Linked DNA regions of Gossypium arboreum: all the other regions are linked to region 3. A link is a contact called in public Hi-C data. All regions are on one chromosome and are shown on one strand. The core of a region is the stretch at or near the end of the contact, and the rest is flanking DNA. Distances in the headings are between cores, read along the strand shown. Region 1 overlaps LOC108483723 (potassium transporter 6-like). Region 2 holds the start of LOC108481564 (AP-1 complex subunit gamma-2-like). Region 3 holds the start of LOC108463842 (protein NAP1).

Region 1 (3,935 bases), core at 244-2,743, 810 kb before region 3:
ATACAGAAGGGGTTCAGATGAGGGAGGATGATGCAGACAAAATAGAGGCAGCTGGTCCATCAGAGTTGAAGGAGATATGGTCACCACCACCTGTAATAAAACTGAGAAAAAGAGTACGGTTTATTGTGCCAAAGAGCCCGGAGATAGATACTGGTGCAAGGGAAGAGTTGCAGGAACTTATGGAAGCTAGGGAAGCTGGGATAGCATACATACTAGGGCACTCATATGTCAAAGCCAAGCAAGGATCTAGCCTGATAAAGAAGCTTGTAATTAACTACGGGTATGAATTCTTGAGAAGAAACAGCCGACTATCAACCTATGCGTTAAGTGTACCCCATGCGTCTACGTTGGAGGTGGGGATGATATATCATGTTTAATTTTCTTTTAATGGGATAATTTTGACCATAGAGAAACAGGGAAATGTATCATATACATATTCACAGTTATGCGCAAATAATATATGTGTATATAAGATTTTGAGGAGAGGATGATCAATAATTCTCCTATTCAAAGCATTAAAAATAGTCGGTTTCAATTTGTAAAGAATTCAACCAATAACCAAGCCTAAATTTTGGCGGGAATCACAAATTCTCGGAGGCTGTATTATATCTACAGAGTTATTTGTGTTACACCCTTTACCCATCCCACCTCCGGTTGCAAAGTTTTTCTTTTAAGAATCTAATAAAATTTCCCTTAAAACACATTTCAACCTTCAAGAAGTTTAATTTCATTTTTAAAAATCATTTTGGAATATTTCTTTGAGGCATAAAACGGGTTGCTAGTGGTTCAAACTGATAAAATATTTTGTATGGGTGCAAGGATTGCAAGTCTTGAGACTTGGACAACAAAGTATCGAGACTTAGCTAATAAGTCTGGGACTTGGGCTATAAATCTCGATACTTGTGTGCAAAATTGTAGATTTTAGACTTTGTGTGTAAAATTATGAATTTAATAGTGACATAACATCATATAAATTTCACTCATATTCACTTACTAGCTCATTTTTATGTCATACTTATCATTTTCCTTATCAAATTATTAACTTTGTTAACTTTATTTTTGTCCACCAATTAAGTCAACTTTTCATTTAAATATTCACCAACATACCATAAAAATTTATTTCACATTTTAGTCTAAAACCATAACACATTCATACTTATCTCTACTTTCATTTTCATTAAACTATTTCATTCACTTACAATAGTTTTTTAAGAACTTACCTCTTTTTAAATAATAATAAAAAAAGCACCAAAATCCTCTACTTAACTAATCCAATACTCCTCTTTCATGCTCAATCTCCATAACCCACAATTCGACTCTTTCTCTTTAAAACACATATTATACATAACACCTAAATATCATGTTCTTGAGAAACTTATGTAAAATAATCTTAAATATGACAAAATACATTTTCTTACTTTATTTTTTTACTTTTTCGTACTAACTCGGGCTTTCTCTCTCTATATCATGGAAATTCACTCTTTCCATGAAGAAGATGACGATGGAACTAGGCTTAGAAATGTGTGCTCTACAAGCTTTTAACAAGAAAATGACTTGGGTAGTGTAAACTTTGGATGAAATGTGAGAAAATATGAGAAAGATGAGAAGAGAAAACTTTCTTCTCTTTTAAGGAAGGTGGACGACACGAAGGGGGAAAAAATCAAATGAGGAGAGAAGACATTTCGTCTTTCCTTTCTTTTATTCAAAAGAATTGTCAAAGTCAAAGCACAAAAAAAAATCAAATGAGTGGCCCACTCTTTTTTATGATTTTTAAAGTCCAAAATCTATGGCCAATAATTTTTTTATTTCATCTTTACACATGCGAAATAAATTTTAAAATTTCCGATATAAAATTCTCAAAATGTCCAAAGTATCCTTTAATGGAGAAATTGCACCTTTAGTCCCTTTCTTTTATCACTTAACTTTATTATATCGAATATGTCATTTCATTAAATCCCCAAATAACTTCATAAAGGTTCAAAACAATATACAACCATGTAAAAATTGCTTTTTAATCCTTTCTAAGCTAAAAATGGAAATTTTGAAATTTAATCCCTATACTTTTCATTTCATTCAATTTAGCCTTTTTTCCCACAATTTCACACTAAACTTTACTTCATTGATTTTTGACTTCAAATCAATTTAATTTATTAAGAATTCGCTTTATTAGTCTCGTGGTCCAAATCAATTTAAAATATAATTTTTTTAAAAGACACGTTAATAATATTTATAAAATTAAATTTATATTTTTCAAATATAATGAGAGTTAATTACATGCATTGATTAAAGTAAAGCAAAGATCAATATAAAATTACAAAAAAAGAATATATAAAAGAAATTTTAAAGAATGTATAAGAGCATATATATGAAAACTTTAAATTCTGAGATAATTGTTTGAGTTTCAAAATTCTTCCTTTTTTAGTTATATTTAATGTTTGCCAAATTAATCAATAATTTACAACTCAAACTGAATTAATTTTTTACAATGATGCATAAAGCATTGAAAGGTAAAATAATATAAGAAGCTAAAATGAAAATCATAGTCACGCATAATGTTTATTTACTTAAAATTTCAATATATTTATACATCTCCCAACTCATTGTTGAGATTGTTGGGATATTTGAGTAAGCCCAACTAAATTATGATCTTTATTTCAGTTTTTAGCTTTTTGAGCAACAAACTTTGGGCGTTGTTTAGAAAAATTATTTTGAGGTAATATGTTCATAGTTTGTATTTCGTAGCTGTTACCGAGAAATTAAGCTTGATGATATTTAGCTAAGAACACGAGGGCCGTCATCGGTTCTTTTTATTAAATATGATCAGATATCTACAAAATTATTTTTTAAAAATAAATTAGATAATTCGTTTAAAATGACAATTGTTAGGTTTACGTTAAAAATTAGAAAAAATTCAAATTTGAGAATCAATTATGCATTCTCATAACGTCCAAAATTAATACATTAAATCAATGTTGTCTTGGATTTTGAATATTATAAGTTTGAATTCACCCTAAAATTAAATTCAACATGAATTTATTTAATTGAAAATTTGTGATGTAACATTTTAATTTTATTAAAAAGCAAAATTTTATTCACTGAATTTGACAACATTTTATCACTGAGAACAAGTAACCAATAATTTTGAGGATTAATTACAAAATTGTATAAAACATATTTATCACATGTATTTAAATAACAATTCCAAATAAAAATTCAAACTATTACCTACATATGATAATAAGCAACTTAAATAAATAATTATAATAATAATAAATCTAGGAACGAAACTAACATGTAAACCATTTCTCGAATAAAACTTAAAAGGACCCGCATGTCAACCTGCTTGGATCCATGTATTTTTTTTTTTTTTGTGGAAAAAATGAGATAATTTTGAATTGATTCTTCATAGTTTCTCATCTTTTTAATTTAATCTCTATTTCAATTTAGTTCTGATTCAATTCTAATTGCACACAATTTATATATATGATTATATGTACTATATAATATATGATTTATTTATATTCTTAAATATATAGATTTGATGTTTACTTTTTAGCATATTGCTAATTAATTATAAATATTCTAATTTTAATTTTTTGTATTACAAGTTATTAACCAAATATATTACTTTTATGTTTTAACTAATATTTTTATTCCCTTTTCAATATTATTTAATTAAAATTGTCTCAAACAAAAATATTTTTACTTATCTTATTCAAAAAATTGTAATACCCTCACTTGTCCCAATAGTCAGTACAAGCATGAGACGCTAACAGGATATTTTCAGAGTAAAATCAATACTTTATGTAAGAAAATAAATGATAAAATTTATAAAATTATATAAAAATATTTAAATTCTATCCATAACGAGTTTTGTTCCTTCAAAAAAAATATCCAAAAATCTTATAGTGTCGATTAAAACAAAAGAACTAGGT
Region 2 (3,958 bases), core at 400-2,899, 730 kb before region 3:
AATAAATACAAATAAATAGATTTATAAAAGGTTTAAATACGCTAAAGGTCTTTATACTCAATTTAGTCCTTATAATTTCAAGACATGGAGTCCTTATACTTTTCTGATTTTAAAATCTTGATCCCGCCGTTCAATTTTGCTGTTAAAGCTAACAATATCAAAGACAAAATAACTTTTTAGCTCTCAACATTTACAATTTTTTACTCAATTTGGTTCTTACCCTTTAAAAGTACATAATTTTTAAAAAATATTTTATTTTTCATATTTTACAAAACATAACAATTAAAAAATTATATTTTTAAAAAAATAAAAATAAATATAATCTTTTAAAAATAAAAATATAATTTTTAAAAATTAAAATTAAGAAAAAATAAAAATTCTTAAAAATTCAAAAATAAAAATCATTTTAAAAATATAAACAAAAATTTAAAATTTAAAAATTCAATGTTATCTAGATTGGAGTGGGAACAGTTGGGGTATTGGTCCATTGAGAAATAAAAATTTGGTTCAGCCGTGAATTGCTACGAATTGGTTCAACTGTGTTAAAAAATCGATTTGATCGATTCAAAGCAAATAAATTATTAAAAATAAAAATAAAAAAATATCAAAAATTATAAAAATTGGTTCAATTGATAGTTCAACTAATTTTTTTAGCCTCGTTCACCCAGTCCATACTAATTTACGGGTCAACCAGTATTTTTAACATTTTAAAACTTTTTTAGCTTCAACATTTACAGTTTTTTGTCAATTTGTTTCATACCCTTTAAAAAAATGTTAATTTTAAAAAAAATTTAAATATGTATTTCTTATTTTAAACAAAAAAATTAAATATAGTATAAAAAGAAAATATGAAAAAGAACTCTTTAAAATTCAAAACTAAAAATATTTGTAAAATTTAAAAAAATCTCAAAATTCAATGTTATCTAAACTAAACTGGATCGATTGGATCAAGAACCAGTTGAGGTATCGGTCCATGGAATGGTAAAAAAATTGGTTGATCTGTGAACCGATATGAATTGGTTGAATTGAGCTAAAGAATCAGTTGAACTGAAAGTTGAACAAATTTTTATATATTTTTAATATTTTTATTTTTGATGTTTTAATAATTTATTTTCTTTGAATCATTCAGGCCAGTTGTTTTGGGAACTAATTGGTCAAACTCGTTCAAAATTGGTTCAATTCCGATCCAATTGGCGGTCTAATTTGGTTTAGATAACATTTAATTTTGGAATGTTTGTTTATATTTTTAAAGTCATTTTATATTTTGAATTTTAAAATTTTAATTTTTTCATATTTTTAATTTTTTAGAAACTATATTTTTAATTTTTATATTTTTATCTAAAATATGAAAATAAATTAAATTTTAAAATTTTAATGTACTTTTAAAGGATAATGATCAAATTGATAAAAATTCTAAATGTTAAGGGCTAAAAGAGTTATTTTACCTTTAGCACCATTAACTTTAATGGTGAAGTTAGGGAGAAGACCAAGACTTTTAGATAAAAAATACAAGGTCTCAATGTCTCAAAATTAAAATGTAGAGACAAAATTTTAAATTTTAATAGGGTACAGGGGGCATTAGCATATTTAAGCCTTTATAAAAATATGACAATTAAATCTACGAATATGGTTTTGATATAATTGGGCTGAGGTTTTGGATCTTAAAAGGCCGAGTTCAAATAAAAATAAAAATCACGACATTTTTTTTGATAATTTAGTTATATTATTCTTTTTTTTTTTTAAAATTGTTTTACAGAGACAAAAGAAGCAGGCAGCATTTTCATTGTCACTGGGAAAAAAAGAAGAAAATAAAAGGAGAACAGAGAGTTCGTTTTCTTTGTCGTTCAGATCCAAATCTCTGCCTGCTTTACTCTTCTTAGATCTCCGAATTCCAACTTTTGGATCTTCAACTGCAGATCTTAGATTTGAAAAGAAATTCGATTTAATTCCGTGCAGCCGTCGTTCGTTGATTGATTTATTTGAAGCGTTTAATTGATTGGATCTGATTCGAGCTCTCTACGAAACTTTCAACCCTGGACCCAATCATGAATCCTTTCTCGTCCGGTACTCGTCTACGGTGAGCATCAATTCCTTCCGTTGCAATTTATTCTTTTTGTCCTCCCTTTTCCTTTTAATTTGAAGGTCAGATCAAGAACACGATGGTTTTTATTTGAATGTATTGGTTTTTCGATTAAAAGAGCTGGGCTTCTGTGCAATTTGTTTTGATTCCTTGATTGAAATTTATGGTGTTCGGTTGTAGTTAGTTCTACTTAAAAGATGATTGCGTCTGAACTTAGAGCCGAATGGAGTTTGTTAGGAATTTCGGTTTCATAATTCCATTTTTCAAGCTAGCTTGGCTTTGAATTAGTTGCAGTTATGGGTGAAAATGTAGAAATATTTGAAGTTATAGCATATTCATATAGTAATGGGTTTGACAATAGCTTGATCTATTGTTTTCATGAATATTGGTAATATCGAATGATGCGCCAAATACCATTGGTGCTTAAGGTACAAATTTCTAGAGAGGAAACGAAAACATCCACCAGTTTACTATCCATACTTCCTCAACTTCTTGCACCATAGATATGTAAGTTATACAGCATTTTGGGATATTTATATGATCTTGAACCTTTAAACATCAGTAATTAGTGGCAATTTAGATATAAAATATAGTCAATGTAGTCATGTACGTAAGTATCCTCCAATATGGTTACCAAAGGTACAATAAGAATATCCTGGTTGTACAGTTGTACTTGTAATTCTGGTGGTTATATGTTCAAACTGATTTGTAGCACTTATCACACTTTTAGGAAACTATCGCAAAGTTGAATTCTCTTTTTACTTTTCCTTGTGTAGGCTGCTACGTGATTGTATCTGTTGCAATGTAACTGAATAGTTGTATCTTTCTCTATATAAATTTAGTATGATTAAACAAATTTGCAAATGATAACCTCTGTTCCCTGTTAGGGAATTCTAAGTCGGTTCTTTGCATTAGTTTGCTGAATTTCATCCATATTTTATGGATATAAAGATCTCAACCTCCTTGTCTTTATTCATCAAATGATTTATATCCTGATATTCTTCCCATGCGTAGTTCAGTAGTACGTTCCAGAAATTGTTGACAAGAACATTTTGGTATAAATTGCAAAATGGGATCTCTTAGTTATATGTAATTTTTTTGGGGAAAAGAAAAGAGGATCATGAATTTCTTGCTGGTTTTTAAGAACACTTTTGTTCTCCCTAAACAATTCAGGGACTAAGCTCCCCCCAAACACCTTTTGCCCTGTTTGAAATAACCAAATTATTGACCACATATTTTGTATATTTTCTTCTCCAAGTTATATCAATGGATCTGAACGATTGACTTGACTTTAGTTTATATGCATATCAGTTGAAACTGTTGTACTTACTGCTCCAATGCAGGGACATGATACGGGCTATACGTTCTTGCAAAACTGCAGCAGAAGAACGTGCTGTTGTAAGGAAAGAGTGTGCTGCTATTCGTGCTGCTATTAGTGAAAATGATCAAGACTATAGGCACCGTAACCTGGCAAAGCTCATGTTCATTCACATGCTTGGATATCCAACTCATTTTGGCCAAATGGAGTGCCTGAAGTTGATTGCGTCTTCTGGATTTCCAGAGAAGAGGATTGGATATCTTGGTCTTATGTTGCTTCTTGATGAAAGACAAGAGGTTCTGATGTTGGTAACAAATTCATTAAAGCAGTATCCTACATGTAGACTTTCTCAAGCTTTATTTGTTCCCATTTCCTTTTCCCTTTTACCATTTCTTTTCTCTATGAATAACATTGTCCCTGATAGGCTGGTGTTACCAAGGGTAAAAATAAGAAAATGGAGAGATATGGTTTAGTTTTTCAGAAACCTTAACTTATATGCAGAGATCTCAATCATTCAAACCAGTATATTATAGGACTTGCTCTCTGTGCTTTGGGAAATA
Region 3 (4,059 bases), core at 918-3,417:
ATTGTTTTATTTTCCTAATTTGTGTTTCTTTGTCTCAATTAAGTCCATGATGATAAACCATATTCTTTTAATCTAAATCAATGGCAACCGTTTTAATCGAGAAAAAAGTAGGGAGGGAGGGGAATAGCATATTCGGACATATTGGTTGGGGTGGCTATTTAACAAATTAACGATCATATTCGCCAAATGTAGTCAGTATCTTGTTTCATCAGATTAAAGTGATGTAATGAAGGATGTTAACTGCATTGCTAGCAATAGTATTCGTTTTAATTACCTTAAATAATATTTTCTTTTCTTGGATGTTCTAACCTTGCCTTTGCGTTAAGTTACTAATAACAGGTAAACTAGCAAAGGCAAGGTCGAGTAACTCAATAAATTTGATATTTCAGCAGAGAATGCATTGTTGAGATTCAGCAGAGAAGGCATTGTTGAGATTCGCAATAAATTTTGACATCTTTGGTTAGAAAGAGTTGGAATCTTTATCGCAATATGGGTTAAGTTTTGACATTATTTTATTATGATTTTGGATTGTCCCCAATTGATCTCTTTGGAAATAGAGGAGATATTGCAACTTGACAAGATTCCGAGTGTTGAATATATAGAAATAAAATGTTTGTGCATTTTCTTTTCGATGCTTCAGTGATCCTAATACCAATGGATAAGTAGAAAAATAAAAATTTCAAGACTATTTATATAATTTTGTTATGTTGGTACCAAATTTCAGACTATTTATACAAATGTTTCAGCAATACTAATACCAATGGTGGACAAGTAGAAAAGTAAAAAGATAACACTTTTTCTTTTTAGTGCTTTGTGCTTCTTTTAATAAAAATTTCATGTTTAATACAATTTATCAATTTTAGATAATAACACAGATAAAAAATTATATAAAAAGTTATGTAAATAACAAATGAAACTTTAGTTGAAACCATAAATTTGGGATTAATTTATAGGAAAATAATGACACCAGTTATTATAGTCCAAATGAAACTTTAGATGATACAATAAAATTGAGATTAATTTATAGGAAGATTAATTTATAGAACATAATTAAATTATTTGTTTCGCTAATGATATTCTAACACATTAAATATGCATTGTAATTTAAAAATAATAAAATAGTTATATATTATTTTTAATATTATATATTATGATTTTTATTCATTCATTTTTAATAATAATTATATTAAGAATGTTATTAAATTTATATTATTATCTTTATTAAATTATATTTAATAATAATTATATTAAAATATGATTAAATTATTTATTATTTATTATTAAATTATATTTAATAATAATCCTATTATAAATTAATAACAATAATCATTTACTTAAAAAATTACGCTAAGGGTATTCTAGTCATTTTAGTTTTTTTCCTTATACTATTACAATATCATTCCATTCAACCAAACACAAGAATACTATTACAGTTCTATTCCATTCCATTCAATCAAATAGTTGAATTACTGATTACAACTCTATTCAATTACAGCTCTATTCAATTACAACCCTATTCCATTACAGTGAACCAAACTTACCCTTAAAAATAAAAGATAAATAGTCTAAGCAAAGACGGATCTCTAGGGGCTTTGGCATTCCCAAAATTTTGAAAAAGGTTTAATTTCTTTTTTGACTTTTTTTTAAAAAATTAATTAGATGCCTCCAAAATTTTAGAAATTTTCTTTTCTCTTGCAACTAAAAAAAATTAATTAAACTCCTCAAATTTTTGAAAATTCTAGTTACATTTTTAATTTTATTTTGAGTTTTTAATAAATTTTATTAAAAATTTAAAAATTTTCATTATTCTCATAAAATTTGATTTAAACTCTAATTTTTTAAAAATCTTCATTAAAATTTTAAAATTTTAAAATATTTTACTAAGCTCCCAATATTTGATCCCAAACCCATCATTTGCATCTAAATTCTAAGTTACAAATACACTTAAAACATATTTTCTCCATGTACGGAATGGATAATTAGGATAAAATGTTGATGGACAAGTACAGAATATGAATACGATAAAAGCAGTGAATTTTACTACATTAATTTAGTTTAGTACTGAAGATGTGTATCCGGACAAGGGCAAACAGAAGACCGCCACGTCACCAGTAACCGAAAATTTCGTCCTTCAACTATTCCCATGTACGCGCTATTATCACATTATTATTAATTAAATAAAAACAGCAGAAAGAAAAAAAATTGAAAATTTGTGAAATTATCCAGATAATAATTTTTATTTTATTTATAAATAAACCCTCACTTGGTTTAGCCTTGACGATTCCGCTTTATTTTCTTTCAGATCTGGAGTTGATGCTCTAAACGACGAAGAAAGACAACCGAACTTTTTTTTTTTTTCTGGCATTCTCAACGACAAATACTAGTTTCTTGTTTTTCTGTCTCTGTCTGCTTCTTCACAAAATGTGGTGAAGCTGAGCACCGGTAAAATCCTTTCAACTTCCTCACCTTTTTTAATGTTGTTAAGTGTCTAATTTTGGAATATCGAAATATTTTTTCTTTTCTTTTTTGGTTTTTGATTGTTGGATATTTTACTTAATTTTTTTTTAACGCTGGACTGCTCCACGAAGCTAACATTATTTTGTTGTTATTTTGAATATTTGCAAGTACTGCTAGTTCGTTTTTCTTTTCCGAGTTATTGACTGAATTAATTCATTGGATTCTTCGTCTTGGAATTGACTGAACTGAAAAAAAAAAGGGGAAAAAGTAAGAGAAAAGAAACTTTTTACAATGCAGTTTGTGGAACTATATATAATTATGGTCCTAATCGAACTTCCATTTGCAGAAACTCTAAGTGAATTGATTCATCCATGGCGAAATTGCGGCAACATTATTCTTCTCAAGATTCATCCGTATCTCCTAGGGCTGGGAGATCGAGGGAATGGGAGGGTCCATCAAGGTGGACTGACTATTTGGGTCTTGACACGACTTCTCCTTTCTCATCTAGAAGCTCTAGGTACATGAATTCTGATGGTCAGGTCCACAGTTTGGGTGTGGGATCGCACAAGGGCTTGAACATGCAGTGGGTAGCGCAACTGGTTGAAGTTGCGGATGGCCTTATGGCCAAAATGTATAGATTGAACCAAATCCTGGACTACCCAGACCCTATAGGCCATGCATTTTCGGAAGCATTTTGGAAAGCGAGTGTTTTTCCTAACCATCCAAGGATTTGTATCTTGCTCTCAAAAAAGTTCCCTGAGCACTTCAGCAAACTGCAACTCGAGCGTGTAAGATCTGCATTTTTTCATGTTGCTGTAGGCCTTCTTCGACTCGTGAGTATCTGATTGTTCTATTGTCTTTGATAAAAATCGGTGCAGGTTGATAAGGCTGCTCTGGATTCTTTGAGTGGTAATGCAGAAGTTCATTTGCAGAGTTTGGAACCATGGGTTCAGGTGAGGTTAATTGCGCTGCAAAAGTATAAATTATCAAAAGGGGATTTAAGGCCTATCAAAATTTCATTTGCTTCCTAGTTTAAGGCTTTAAATTCTAGGATTTAGTGTCTTTGATGTGTGCTGTACGCATCACAGCATGATTTAAGTTACATAATTCCTTGCAGGCATCTTAGCAGCTATATAGGTTGGATAACATTCTATTTCTTGGTTTTCAAATATACTTTTAGGTTTCTTTCTTATGTATATTTAGTTTATAAAAATTGTCCTTTTTCTTTATCTTTGTAATAGTGATTGATTGTTTTCCATGGATTAGCTACTTCTTGATTTGATGGCATTTCGAGAACAAGCTTTGAGACTCATATTGGACCTTAGCAGTACAGTTATCACCTTATTGGTAAGTGTGAACTCTCTCTTCTATGATGCAAGTTTTATGTTGCTTTTTAGAAACACCAACTTGATCCACCTGCATTTTGGTGTTTGACTATTTGGGAGGTACAAAAGAAAGTGATGTGATGCACAAAATGTACCTAAACCAAATAGGTCCTTTTGATAGATTTTTTGTTATATCCTTCTTGATCTGCTTGAAAGAATATTGAAATTTTTGTTGTCTAGGTGATGTTGAATAACATGGTGACTAGTTTTCTGCAGT

The links. Hi-C and Micro-C count contacts between places; a contact is called where the count stands out from the background.
Region 1: a Hi-C map of leaf shows a contact between it and region 3, with 5 times the contacts expected there. The contact joins the enhancer-like site here to the promoter of LOC108463842 in region 3. A contact is called at or near these places in 2 of 5 Hi-C or Micro-C datasets (both in leaf).
Region 2: a Hi-C map of leaf shows a contact between it and region 3, with 4 times the contacts expected there. The contact joins the promoter of LOC108481564 here to the promoter of LOC108463842 in region 3. A contact is called at or near these places in 2 of 5 Hi-C or Micro-C datasets (both in leaf).

What each region holds. Positions count from the first base shown.
Region 1 is chr1:52,363,123-52,367,057 of ASM2569848v2, forward strand. It overlaps LOC108483723 (potassium transporter 6-like), which reads left to right. Exons shown (of 8, transcript XM_017787284.2): 8 at 1-522. The coding sequence ends at 377. Among protein-coding and RNA genes, the nearest start is that of LOC108482099, 4.2 kb to the right of the region's middle. Within about 2 kb of position 1,494, at least 2 of the 2 cell types and tissues checked have an H3K27ac peak or open chromatin away from gene starts, as enhancers often do. A contact at or near this core is called in leaf, where this site is marked.
Region 2 is chr1:52,439,667-52,443,624 of ASM2569848v2, forward strand. LOC108481564 (AP-1 complex subunit gamma-2-like) reads left to right here and starts at 1,650. Exons shown (of 18, transcript XM_053028740.1): 1 at 1,650-2,077; 2 at 3,424-3,726; 3 at 3,900-3,958. The coding sequence starts at 2,046.
Region 3 is chr1:53,170,454-53,174,512 of ASM2569848v2, forward strand. LOC108463842 (protein NAP1) reads left to right here and starts at 2,168. Exons shown (of 25, transcript XM_017763789.2): 1 at 2,168-2,442; 2 at 2,626-2,724; 3 at 2,804-3,245; 4 at 3,336-3,410; 5 at 3,724-3,804. The coding sequence starts at 2,829.